Linked DNA regions of Mus musculus: region 2 is linked to region 1. The links are chromatin contacts, called in public Hi-C maps. All regions are on one chromosome and are shown on one strand. The core of a region is the stretch at or near the end of the contact, and the rest is flanking DNA. Distances in the headings are between cores, read along the strand shown.

Region 1 (6,964 bases), core at 3,130-5,629:
TGTTTGGGTTAAGGACACCTTATTTCTATTGACTTGCCCTGGGCCCAGGTCTTGGCCTCAGTTCCCTGTGGCCTTCTGGTGCTGGGTCACACTGTACAAGGGTTGACTGGACCTGTCACCATTTTGGAAGAAGCTGCTGAGGTCATCATGAATCTTTAGTAGAAGCAACCCCACTATATAGACAGAAATAGAGTTTATTTATTTAGTAATGTAATCACTTCTTTTAAATTGTCTATTTAGCATCTATCTATCTATCTATCTATCTATCTATCTATCTATCTATCTATCATCTATCTATCTATCTATCTACCAATCAATCAATCAACCAATCAATCATCCATTTACCTATAACTGCCAATCATCTAATATCTGTTTACCTGTTGACTGTCTAGCATCTATCATCCATTCATTTATATTTATCCATAATCAGTTATCATACTTTACCTGTCATCTATCAATCAATTATCTAATCTCTCTATCATCCATCCATTATCAGTCTATCAATCAATCAATCAATCAATCAATCAAATCCATTTACCTATAACTGCCAATCATCTAATATCTGTTTACCTGTTGACTGTCTAGCACCTATCATTCATTCATTTATATTTATCCATAATCAGTTATCGTACTTCACCTGTCATCTATCAATCAATTATCTAATCTCTCTATCATCCATCCATTATCTGTCTGTCCATCTACTATCTATCTATCTATCTATCTATCTATCTATCTATCTATCTATCCATCCATCCATCCATCAATCTATTCCTCTATCAATTGTTTGAGACAGAGTCTTATGTAATCCAGGCTATTCTCAAACTTTTATAGTTGAGGAGGATCTAGAATTCGCCATCTTCCTGCCTCCACCTCCAACAGAGCCGGGGTCACAGTTGTGTGGCACCACACCTGGATTTACTATTATTTTCTCATAGAGACTCTTCAAAGTTTAAGGTCTTTATTGGTGGAACTTAATAAAGTCAGCTGCCTGTTGTTTGGACAAGCGGGGAGTCTGGGGTTTCAGTTTCTCTTTTGCTGGTCTAGCTTCCTTCCCAGGCACCGGCAGTAGGCAGTGAGTTGTGGCCTCCTGTTTGACACAGTTTCCTGTCATCCCATATTTTGACATGTGGCACCTTGGCCTTTTTATAGTGTTTCACTGTCTTTGGAGGGTCAACATGGCCTGTTTTATTATGAGATCAATGGTGTATGAATTAGCGTGAATTAGACTCTTTAGAGCCCTTACTGACAGAAGGACCTTATGTTTGAGGCCCAGGCAAGAAGATTTGAGTCCAGATGCCCAGAAACCGTGTAAAAAAGCTGGATGTGGTGGTATGAGTCTGTAATCCTGGTGAGTGATGGGGAGGTGGAGACAGAAGAATCCCTGGCCAGCCAGCCCATAGCTTACCTAGTGACCTCTAGGTGAAGTAAAAGCCCTGATCTCAAAATATAAGGTAGAGAGGGCCAACAAGATGGCTCAGTACTCAAGCATAAAGGTGCTTGCTGCCAAGTCTAATGACCTGAGTTCAATCCCTGAGATGCATGCACACGTGTGTGTGCCTGCACATATACACATATACATAATCCTTAAAAATTTTAAAGAAAAGAATAATGTAGAGAATGATTAAGAGAGACAACCAGAATTTATCATTAACCTCTAAAATCATGTGCACACATGTGCAAATATACACGCGCGCACACACACACACACACACACACACACACACACACACACACACAATGGTCCTTGAGCGGCAGACCTTATGTAATGTCATTTGGGGGTGGGGGAGGTTTAGAGCAACTCCCACTTATCCCGCAAGCCTGGCCAATGCTTCCAGGATGTTTTAGGTCCTTCAGGAAGTGGGTGGATAGCTTCTTGGAGGAAGATGCTGAAAGGATGATAATGGGTACCCAGCCATTATCACAGAACTCAAACTTCAAGATTTGGGCCCAAACACCTGCTCCCCTTCTAGAAGATGCGATGGGAAGTTGACAGATGGACTTCCTTGACAGACAGACATCCTGGGGGGAATGATCCTCAGAAGTCTCATCAGGAAATCAGGTCACTGGTAGTTTGGAAGGCAGAACCATTTTTATTAGGGATCAACTGTAGGTCCCCCAAAAGTATATGGGGTTCTCAGGGCTCAGAAGAGGCATCTAGTTAGATGAGGGAAGGGAGTGGTGTTGAAGGTTCATCCATTTTGTCCAGAGGACAATGCTGGGTGTTACATTTGGGGCGTCCTGGACTGGGAAGGGTGTCTTGGCTTTCCTATTCGCTCTGTCTCTCTGTCTGTCTGTCTGTCTGTCTGTCTGTCTGCCCGCCCGCCCGCCCGTCTGTCTATCTGTCTGTCTGTCTGTCTGTCTGTCTGTCTGTCTGTCTGTCTCTGTTGTGGTTTGAATGAGAAATGTACCACACAGGCTTATATGTGGCGTTTGGACACTTGGCCCCCAGCTGGTGCCACCATCTGGGAAGATAACAGTCCCTTTAGGAGGCAGAGCCTTTGGCAGGAAGTACCTCACTGGGGGCAGGATTGACTGGTGGTTTTATAACCTGGCCCCAGTTCCTCTTCTCTCTCTGCTTCCTGAGTATGGTTTCAATGTGACCCGTCAGCTTCTTGCTCCTGTCACCATGCCTCCTCACTGTGATGAGGTCCTCCTCACTGTGTCCTCCTGGAACTGTGAGCCAAAATACATTCTTTCTACCCTAAGTTCTTTTTTTGGGGGGGGGGGTTAAGGGAGGGGTAAGATTATTTCACTGATGCAACAAGAACTTGATAGAGCAGATGCATGCACGGTGGTCAGATACAACCTTCGCCTTTGGTGGCACGTCTCAGGTTCTATCTACCCTGTGTATTGTTGGTTTTGTTTTTGAGACAGGGTATCTCTACTAGGTAGCTCTGACTATTCTGGAACTCACTGTAGACCAGGCTGGCCTCAGCTCACAGAGATCCACCTGCCTCTGCCTCCTGAGTGGTGGGATTAAAGGCATGTGTCACTGTACCTGACCCACCTTGTGTGTTGTTTTTAAATGTATGTATTTATTTATTCTGGAAGTGCATACATGCAGAGAGAGAGAGAGAGAGAGAGAGAGAGAGAGAGAGAGAGAGAGAACATGCCTGCCTGCCATGACTGACATGTATGTAGAGGTCAAAAGACAACCCTTAGACGATCTCTCCTGCCACGCTGTGAGTGTCAGGAATTGAATTTGGATTGTCAGTTCCATATACAAGCACTTCTATTATCTGAGCCATCTCACTGGCCTGCCCTTGTTCTTTGAGACAGGGTCTCTCACTAAACCTGAAACTCATGAAGTAGGGTAGACTAACTGGTCGGTGAACCCCAGGGACCTTCCCATCTCTACTGACATGTATGACATCCCCCCCCCCCCAGCACCCCACCCCGCCACTGGGATTACCAGCATATTCTACCATGCCCATCTTTAAAGAAACCCTTTCTTTTTAAATTGTATATGTATTGGCTGTTTTCCCTGTTTGTCTGCTCACTATATGCAATCTGCCTACAGTGCCTACAGAGGGCAGAAGACGGCGTCTATTCCCTTGAACTGGAGTTACATGTGGTTGTTATCTACTATGGAGGTGCTAGGAATCAAACTCGGGTCCTCCAGATGAGCAGCCTGTGCTTTTAACTGCTGAGTCATCTTTCTGTCCCTTGTCCTGATTTTAAAATGTTGGCTCTGGGGACTGATTTCAAATTCTCATGCTTGTATGGCAAACATTGTACTGGCTGAGCACCCCGCCCCCAGCAATGTTCTTGGAGCGGGCAGTAAGAGGGGGATCCTGAGGGCGTGGCTCCTGGCTGGAAAATTTTGCTCTGTGATGAGTCTTCTTGCTTGGAGCTTCTCTGACACCCAAGTCCACCGGAGCTACAGGAGCCATTGTTCCATAGGGGGAGCTGCCTTTCCTGAGGCCGTATTCCTGAGCAACTATGGCCAAGCTCCAAGTCATTAAGTGGATTGAGCTCTCAAGCCTGATGCCAGTGAGCAGGGGCAGCCTTGTAAGAGAGCTCTGAGCTACTCCACCGCCAGGTCTGCAGCTCCATTTCCATTAGCAGCTCTATCCTGGTGGCCACCCTGCCTGGAGGAGCCTGACAGGGAAGGCATTCTGCTTAAGGGCGCCATCTGAAAATCTTTGGAGCCCCGTGGTTTCCTACCAGTCACGTGGCTCCCATGGTGCTAGCTCTCCCTTGGCAACTCAAACCAGATTTGAAAATAAAATGTCACTTTTAAAAAATGTCTACTGTCAGCACATGGAAAATTTGTTTTTCCTGTTGAACTTCACGAGATGACTAGAGGCGACTGAGAGAGTCTAGATGCGTGCCTTGTGCGTGGGGAGCGGGTGTCAGCGCATGTGAATCAGCGAGTCACGGGGGGCATGTGAGAGAGTGGTGTGGCACCGCGCACAGGTGGGGGACAGCGTGTACAGTGGCGTCAGCCGTGGGGGTGCAGTGTCGGGGTATGGGAGTGCTTGGGTGTGTGAGAGTCAAAGGAAGAGTTTGAATTCAGGTCTGAGGTGACTATGGGTTCATTCCCAAGGACGGACTCGTGCTGTTGTGTGAGTGTGTGCCCAGAGAGATGGAGGCTGTGGGACCTGTGTGGGCATCTGAAATCTGTGTGTGTGTGTGTATATGTGTGTGTGTGTGTGTGTGAAGATTGGCGCTGGTGTGTACTGTGACTATGTGTCTGAGATGTTAGTGTTGGTGTGTGTGTGCCTGTGGTGGAACAGTGTTCCCAGGAACAAAGCTCTGTTCACCCCAGATAGGGAACTGATGACAGACCAGGGTAATTAAACGACCACAGGCCAACTTGCTGAAGCAGTGGCTGACAGGCACATGCTGCGTCACTAAAAGCCACCCAAGCATGGGTGACGACTCATGAAAGCTGGAAGCTGAAGCTCACTGTACAACTTGCAGGCGGCAGCTCTACAGGTCAGACATCCCCCTCTTCCCAGCAGCTCTAACTGCTCAAATCATTTGAGAAGGGAGAGACTTCCTTTCTGTTTTTTTTTTTTTTTCTTTTTCTTTTTCTTTGTGATGAAACATGCTGACCAAAACCAACATAAGTGAGTGTGATGGTTTGTACATGCTCGGCCCAGGGAGTGGCACTATTAGAAGGTGTGGCCTTATTGGAGCAGGTATGTCACTGTGGCCGTGGGCTCTGAGACCCTCATCCTAGCTTCCTGAAAGTCAGTATTCTGCTAGCAGCCTTCAGATGAAAATGTAGAGCTCTCAGCTCCTTCTGCACCATGCCTGCCTGGATGCTGCCATGCTCCTGCCTTGATGATAATGGACTGAACCTCTGAGCTTGTAAGCCAGCCCCAATTAAATGTTGTTCTTATAGGAGTTGCCTTGGTCATGGTGTCTGTTCACAGCTGTAAAACCCTAACTAAGACAGTGAGCAAAGGGTTTTTTTTGACTCATACTTCCAGATTACAGTTTATTATTGCATGAAATCAGGACTTTTAAGCAGAAACCATGAAAAATATGCTGTTTGGTGGCTGTCTAAGCCTAACTGACTTTCTTCTAGAGACTAAGACCAACAGCCTAGAGAATGGTGCTGTCCACAGTGGACTTGGTCCTTCTTACATTGATTAACAGTTGAGATGATCTCCCACAAACATGTTTACAGGCCAGCCTCATCCGAGTAACCAATCAACTAAAATTTCCTTCTAGGCTATGTAAAGTTGAAAGTTAAAGGTGACTAGAGTTTATGAATCTGCTAGGTTTCAGAGACATCTTGAGACTTGTTGGTTGTTTACTACCCGAGTCTTCAGGAGCTTTCCTCCAGCATGGACTGTTTCAGCCCAGAGGAAATTTGTTATAGAACACTGTGTTATGGGTTGGCAGTGAAGTATCTCTCCAAAAGGTCACGTGTCCAAGGCTGGGTTCCCAGTGCAGCAGTGTTCAGAGCTGAGACGTTTTAGAGATGATCAAATTCTGAAAGCTTCAATTTCATGAATATATTAACCTAATGATAGAGTCATAATCTGATGACATCACTGGAAAGGAGTGGGCCTTTAAGGGGTAGCAGTTAGCTGAAGGAGTGTGTCACTAGGAGATGGTGTTTTGAAGGACCCACCAAATCCCTGGCCACTTTCTGCTTCTCTCTCTGCTTCCTGTCCACCACAGGGTGAGCAGCTTTGCTTCATCACTTTCCACCATGATGCTCTCTACCTTACAACAGGGCCAGAAGCAACACACAGTGTTTTACAAACTGAGACCACTGAACCTGTGAGCCAAAATAAACCATTCCTGCTTATGTGGATCTCCCTAAGCATTTATCAGTGGCAAGACACAGGGCAAACACAGTGTCTTGTGTTGGTGTGTGTGTGTGTGTGTGTGTGTGATCACACACCTTGTTTAGTAATCTGAACTTGAGTAGCTTCTCCTCTGAAAGGACTCCCTGTGGTCCCATTCTTTGGGACATTCCAAGCCCAATCATTTAGTTATAGTTCCAGTCCTCTTTTTACCTAAAACTTATTTTTTTTATTATCACATCTGTGTGCATGCTGTACATGTATGCATGCATGATATGTGTGTGGGGGCTGCTAGTGTGCCACGGAGCACATGTGGAAATCAGAGGACAACTTTCCTTTCACTGTTGTGTGCGTTCCGAGGCTTGATCTCAAGTTGCCAGGCAAGCTCCCTTATATGCTGAGTCATCTCGTGGTTTTTCCTTTACCTTTCAGTTTGAAACAGGCTGTCACTCCATAGCCCATGCTGCCCCGAGCTCTGCAGCTCAGGCTGCCATTGAACTCACTCTGCAGCCTATGCAGACCTTGAATTTACAGTTTACAGCCCTCCTGGCTCATCTTTAGGAGTAGTGGAACACGCTCCATGGAGCCCTGGCAAGGCTTCCTCATTGGCTGAGGAAGGCAAGGGTGAAGGGATGGTACCTAGGGTCTCACACATGCTGGGCGAGTGTCCCCCACCGAGCTCCAACCCTAACGCA
Region 2 (6,964 bases), core at 1,947-4,446, 37 kb after region 1:
TGGGAAACACTGCCTTTATCACGCTCCCCAAAGCTGGCTACTTTCTTCCAGCTCTTGATGTCTCAGGGCTTTGTATCCTGAGGAGACAGACCCTCGATGCCCCCTTCCTCCAGGTCACATCTTTGACATGTGTTAGCTCCTGGTAAACTATGGGTTCCTGTGTAAAACAGCTGCCCTCTTAATCACATTAGCTGTGTCTGCTGGCAAGAATGTTTGTTAACTGTTGCTGTTCCCTTTTAGAAGGTGGGCCACTGAAGTCTCTCTAACCACTTCTGTAACTGGGTGGTGTCAGGGGTGGGGACAGGTCTCAAAGGTGCTAGAGCAGAACTTCTCAACCTGTGGGCCTCGACCCCTTTGGCCAACTTCTATCTCCAAAAATGTTTACATTATGATTCATAAGTGTAGCAAAATTACAGTTATGAAGTAGGAACACAATAATTTTAAGGTCAGGGGTCATCACACTATTCGTCTCAGGGTCAGGAAGGTTGAGAGTCATTGTGCTACTGGAGTAGCGGGTACACCTAAAACTGAACTTTCTGAATTAAGTCTTGGGGGGCGGGCAAAGATAGCCTTAGGAAGGTTGAGAAGTGCTATGCTAGGGTATATAGTCTAGAAAAGATTAATTAAAGCACTCCATATGTACAGTTGTATGGAAATCATTGTCCAAGCTGGGTGAAGACTCCAGTATGTTTTGGGGCCACCCACACTCCTGGCAGTAATTTCCCATTCATGCTTTGTAAGAAAGCCCAATAATGTCACTGGTTCCTGGGGTGAATTCTGGGGGAATTGTTTTATCAAGGGGGACATTATGAAGAGGGGGCAGATGTGCCCAGGGTAAGAATTCTCACAACATAGTGACAAAGGCCCATGTTTGTTGAAGCTTACTGTAGGCTTGGAGCTGAGTGACCCCAGGATACTGCTATTTCACAGGGTGGTATTTAATCTTTACAAAGGGGGTGGATGTCAGTATTGTTCCCATTTGGCAGATGAGGACGGCAAGATTCAGGCAGAACAAATAATTTGTCCATAGGCAGGGGGTAGAGGGGGCAGAGTGAGAAGTTTTGAACACACTGGTCATGTGGCTCAATCTTCACTCTCTCACCCACCCCCCGCCCTGGAACTCCCTGTGTGTGGATAGCCTTGCTGTCTTGCCAGTGAGTTTTGCTGGTCTGTAAGTCCATCCTGAAAGAGAATTTCTTAAAAGGCCTACAGACTGTTAGAAGACACTGCTTTCAGCTGGGAATGATGATCCGTACCGGCCACTCTGGAAGCCAGGAGGCTGAGGCGGGGTGACCCTGGGAGTTCAGGGCTGGACTAAATAGGGAGACACTCTCAAAGGAGTGTTCTCAGGTCCAGGGGGTACCTGACTTCTAACCCAGGAATCCATGCCAAAAAACTGGGTGGGTACCCCTTACACACTTGTACTGCCAGTGCTGGGGAGGTAGAGGCAGGGACTCCCAGAGTGTTTTGGCCAATCAGTGTGTAGCCTACAAGTCAAAAATGGCAAGAACCCATTTCAAAAAAGAAACAGGGCGCATGGTGACTGAGAATATCCAGAGTCCTCTAGCCTCCACATGTGCACCCATACACCCTCACACAAAAGAATGTGATTCTTACCCAAATATATACTGAGATTTCCCCCTCCCCACTGTATTTATCTACCTGACATTCTCCCCCCCCCCCCCCCCCCGACCACCAAGCTCAGGCTGTCCTGGAAACTCACTGATTCCAGATAATCCTGTCTCTACCTCCTCAGTGCTTCGAGGTCAGGTGTGCCCCACCACACCTGATTCATTTCTCACTCTTTATGGCAACCCCTTCCACACACATCTGTGAAACGAACACACACAGCTCACCTGGTGACCCAAGAAGCCTCTAAGACAATTTGAGAGGGAAGGCTGGGACATGAAAAGATAGGACTATCGTGGGCTAAGAAAATTTAAATGTCAAAGGTGTGCCAACAGTAGCAAGTGTGCCGGGACTCAAGAAACCCTGCAGCTCAGGCGGCAGGCCAGGAGGCACAGACAGGGAGGGGACCCTGATTAACTTGGATGACTGGCTGCCAGTGCCCAAACTCCCTTGGCAGCAGGACCAGCCAACGGAGAGGTGGTGGCTGAGCTTTTTGGAAGAAACGCTAAAGATGACTTTCCACGGGTTGTTCCTGATTGGAGCAAGAAATGTCTCCACATCTTTGATGCTGACAGTGTAGGCTGCTGAGATTCATGGTCCTCATAGGGAGATAAGACCCTGGAAGCTCGGATAAAAGGGAGATACCAGAAAAGCTAGTGCCAACCAGGTGGGTTGTTCTCTCTCCGGCTCACCCTATCAGGAGCAGGAAGGGGTTATGAGAGCCCTCTGGGGGCTGGGGGCGGGGGTAGGTGACTATTACTTTGATCTTTTTCTTGATAAGACTACCCTTGGTAGCAAGATGTATCCTGTTAGCAGCTGGACACTTGAACGGCAGTCAGATGGTCCCCCAGAAAGCTAAGTGGTGACTCTAAGCTAATTGTTGCCCTTCAAGTGTGAGTCAAGGGAGACCAGGATTCTCTCTGGGTGTAGACTTGGGAAGTCAGCCCCAGGTTAGGCTGCAAACAATCTGTGAAGTTTCCACCCCACACCTTGTGTCAAGGTAGGTACCCATTCTTTCTTATGGAATCTATACTATGACCTTGGTAGAAGTGGGGACGGGCCACATGTTCTGGGGCTCTAGGGACGCGGGATGAGAGGTGGGTGTGTGTGCTTATGCCCTTCGTAGACATAGCGAAGGGATGGCTCACAGCATTTTGCTCTCACCCTGGTTTTGACTACCAGCCTTTCCGTCGACACCTCCTCCTCCCCCATGGCATTTGGGGACTCAGGTGTAACCGTGGGCATCGGGCATCCGGGAAGAAGGAGTTAAGGTAGGGGTGGGCGTGCTTGGGTTGGGGCTGAGGTGTTTAATAGAGAGAAGCAAGCAATTGGCGAATGTGAACGTGGGCAGCTTCTCTGGGGAGGAGAGGAAAGAGGGCCGGCTGCTAAGCTGCAGCTCGCCCCCCGCGTGTGTCTGCCTGTGTGTGCAGCGTGCATGTGTGTGAGAGAGCGAGTGAGCGAGCGAGCGAGTGAGTGAGTGTGAGTGCGCGCGCACCGAGGCGTTCCTCAGGTTGCGCTGCCTGGAAACGGAGGGAGCCATTGGAGAGGCTTTGGGGGTGGGGGTGGGGGTGGGAGGTCCCCAATCCTGGGAGAAAAGAGAAGAGAGACTGGGGTGGCCAAGCCAGTCCAGCAACCAGGCTCCAGCCTCGGTGGGGGGAAGAAGCCAAGAGTGGTAGGGGGATCTCCTTGCTAGAGACCGCTAGGCTTCTTCATCTGGAGGAACCGGGGAGGCACTGGGGAGGAGGCCGGAGCTGCATGGAGTTTCTGGGGCGCGCAACTCCGGCGGGGCCTCGGCCACTGGGCTCCCGGGCGCAGCGAGGAGGCAGCCGCGCACATGGGCTAAGCCCGCGCGGCCAGCGGGCGCGGGAGGGGTAGAGGCGAGAGCGGTGCAGGGGGTGCGGGGCGCACGTTCCCCCAGACGGGAGGCGAGGACAAGGACAGGGGAGAAAGGAGCAGCCTAGATCATCGCGGGCTCTGCAAAGCCCAGCTGTGAGACTCAAGGGAAAGGCAAGACTCGCGCCGCGCCGGGCTCCCGGGTGCCGCTGGGTTGGGCAAAGCGGCCTCTCAACCAGAGTGGGGGCACGCCGTGGGAGCCGGCTACGGAGAGGAAGGATGCCCGCGCGGGGACGCGTGTGAGCGCCAGCTTGAGCGCTCTGTTTCGCGTCGCCCCCTCCCTGCGGGCCTCGGAGGAGGTGCCTGGGCTGCCGGGCAGCGGAGCTCCGGCTCCAGGAGAGGTGAGTGATGCTCTCTCCCAGTCTTTATCCTGCATCCTCCCTGCATCGTTGCCTCCCTCGCTGCTTCAATGGTCCCTTCCCCGGATGCCCCTATCCTAGCGAGTCTCGGAGTGGGCGGGTGTGCTGCCCACAAGCGCCTCCCGGACCTGTTGGCCCCGCTCTTAGCACCCCATCTCTCGGGGCCGGGGTGTCACCCGAGCCATCCTGATCTCTCTTCATGCTTAGGGTGGGTGAGGAACGCTGGAATTGCAGAAGGGCCTGGGTACACTCGTGGGAATCCCGGGACTGTGCCCAGCTCGTGGAGTCTTGGGTGCTAGTGGCCATCGGGCTGCGCGCCCCCGGGGACACCCAGGTTGTGGGAAAAGGGAGCTTTGGGTGTCGGGGATCCGATCCGCATCGCAGCCTAAGTGGGAGTCCTTGGTGGCATTCTGGTCTCCGGGAAGCTGGAGTCATGGCGATCTATCTAGGGAGGTGGGAGGTATGGATCACTCCATCTCCATCTTCCCACCCCGATGCTCGCTTCCTTGGGGGAGGATCGGTGGTCTTGGAGCACATGGGGTGACCCTAGAGGCCTCAGGCAGTCCCACCGGGACCTCTGGGTGGCAAGCTTTGGAACTAATCCAGATCGAGGGCAGAGGTAGACACTCCGCCTCTCTAGCGCAAGCCAGGTTTGCCTGGGTGCCCAGCTTCCCCAGACCAGCGCTTCAGGGAGTGAACTTCCTCAGACTTGGTCTGAGGGCGCCTGGGCAGCAGCAGGTAGTTCTAGTCTTGCCTCAGGGAGAACCCGAGGATACTTTGATCCACAAGCAGATGGTGCTAAGCCAGGACTGAGCGCTGCGGTTTGATTCCACAGTGCAGGACACGTGCATCTTCGGCCCCCATCCCAGTGTTTCTTCTCCAAGCTGTTCCTTTGCCCGAGGAGTTTGTGAGAGATCCCATTTGCGCCTCATTCCTTACCTCCAGGGGTAGCTGTGCCTGCATGCAGTTCCTTAGGTGCCAAGACTGGGGCGCCATCCCTAGGCCCCAGACTATTCTTTTTTATTGTTTTTACATAAAAAGGAGACATTCCTGGGTCCACAATATAGCAGCCAAGAGTCGGTAGCGTGTGACTGTGAAGTCTGATAAATTGTGTTCTTAACTACGTTCTGCAGTGGCACAGTGCAGTCTGAACTGCAGAGTTACCAAGACCAGGAGAGACAACGGGGCACTGTTCTAACCCTATGCTTTTGTGCACGTGGAGGGACTCGTGTTCTGCATCGAACTGCTGTCTCCCAGTCTCAAAGATCAACTTTAAACACACATACACACACACACACACACACACACACACACACACACCCCGGAGCTAAGCATAGGTTGTGAAGCTGCTTCGTGTGAATTGTCTTACAGGGTGGGGTGCAAGACATGCTGTCCACAGAGCACCACTCCGGCTGTCCTTGGGGTTGTTGGAGGTGGTGATTTAACATTTTAATTAATTAATTAACTAACTAATTAATTAATGCAAGGTGGGCATCAGTGATATGGTAACAATCAATGTGAGTTGTTATTGTTATTTATTAGTTTCTTACTTATTTGGTGTGTGTGTGTGTGTGTGTGTGTGTGTGTGTGTGTTGGAGGCCAGAGGCATAGAATCTCCCTGAAGCTGGAGTTACAGTGTAAGTAAGTAAGCCACCTGACATGGGCCCTGGGAACCAAACTCAGTTCCTCTCTGCAAGAGCAGCAAGCACTCTTGACCACTGAACCATCTTTTTCCCCCCTGATTTTATTTATTTTATTTTCTCTTTGGCATTACTGGGGATGACACCCAATGTTGGGTATCCGTTTCCTCGGAGTGCTCCACCACTGAGTGAAGTCCCCACTTCCTACCGTTGGCTTGTACTCACTAATTCTGCACTGTGAGGTGTTGGCTGAAGTCTTAGGTGACCCTTTAGATCTCTCCTGGGCTGGCAGCTCCCTTGCTGTGACTCGTTTAGCATCCTCCCATGGTGCTCAGGTCATGGAGACTGTTCATTACTTCTTTGAGCAGTGCACGGGGTCCTGGCAGATACCCAAGGCTAGTCATGAGCTGGGTGGCTTCTGAAAGGTGGCCTTTTCAGAGTCAGTTGAAGCTTGTGTGGTTTAATCGAAGCAGCTGGGGGGCACCTTTCGAATTGTTTTAGGATTGTTCACTAAAATGCCACCTCTTTTCCAATCCTGAAAGTGACAGTTGCCACCAACCCAGCCTTCACTGACAGTGTGGCATAGAGTCATTTGTAGAAAGAGAATAAGTAGCCAGGGATGGTGGCTAAGGTCTGTGACCTCAGCACCTATGATGCTGAGGCAGGAGGATTGAGGCTAGGCTGGGCTGCATTGTGAGACTCTCTCTCTCAATCAATCAATCAATCAGTCAGCCAGTCACATAGATCCTATCTCAAAACAAATGAACCAACAACAAAATAATTTAATTCAGCTGGTATCACTGAGAAAACTCACAGTTAAGTCCTAATGGGAATCCTTGAACCCCTTTCCTCTTGGTAGATAAGGGTGGGCAGCCGGACAGGGTAGAAGGTATCTGCCGGCCCTTCCCTCCCTCCCTCCCTCCCTCCCTCCCTCCCTCCCTCCCTCCCTCCCTCCCTTCCCTCCCTCCTCTTCTTTCTTTCTTTCTTTCTTTCTTTCTTTCTTTCTTTCTTTCTTTCTTTCTTTCTCTCTCTGTATTTTTGTGTGTGCAGGTGTAAGTGTATTTGTGCACAGGTGTGGAGACCCGAGGTCAGTCTTGTCTGTCATTGATCAGGTGCTGTCTGTCTTGGATTTTTTAAAAAAAAAATTCTTAACATTTATTGTTTATTATTATGTTATTGGTGTATATGTGTGTGTGCATGTGTGTGTAGGTGTATGTATATGTGTGAATGTGTGCGCTCATCCCTAGTGCTTGCTAGGTATGTGAGGCTGGCTTATGAAGCCCTAGGGATCCTCTAGTCTCTGCCTGAAGCCCCAGAGATCCTCCAGGCTCTGCCTCCCCATCCCTGGGATTATAAGTGTGTGCTGCCACGCCTGGCTCAAGCTCATAGCCTCATCTTTGTGCAGTAAGCCGTTTACAGACAAAACTCTCTCCCCAGCCCAAT

The links. A called contact is a pair of places that touch in the nucleus more often than the background predicts.
Region 2: a Hi-C map of cerebral cortex shows a contact between it and region 1, with 2.3 times the contacts expected there. The contact joins the promoter of Caln1 here to the enhancer-like site in region 1. A contact is called at or near these places in 5 of 484 Hi-C or Micro-C datasets (brain, cerebral cortex and cortical neurons), 3 of 115 datasets of contacts at active chromatin or transcription factors (embryonic stem cells and neural progenitor cells) and 1 of 9 other capture datasets (adipose tissue).

Annotation. Positions count from the first base shown.
Region 1 is chr5:130,407,427-130,414,390 of GRCm38.p6, forward strand. It overlaps a transcript of Caln1 not described here. Among named protein-coding and RNA genes, the nearest start is that of A330070K13Rik, 26 kb to the left of the region's middle. Within about 2 kb of position 4,380, at least 8 of the 459 cell types and tissues checked have an H3K27ac peak or open chromatin away from gene starts, as enhancers often do. A contact at or near this core is called in cerebral cortex and cortical neurons, where this site is marked.
Region 2 is chr5:130,445,596-130,452,559 of GRCm38.p6, forward strand. Caln1 (calneuron 1) reads left to right here and starts at 3,197. Exons shown (of 6, transcript NM_021371.2): 1 at 3,197-3,863.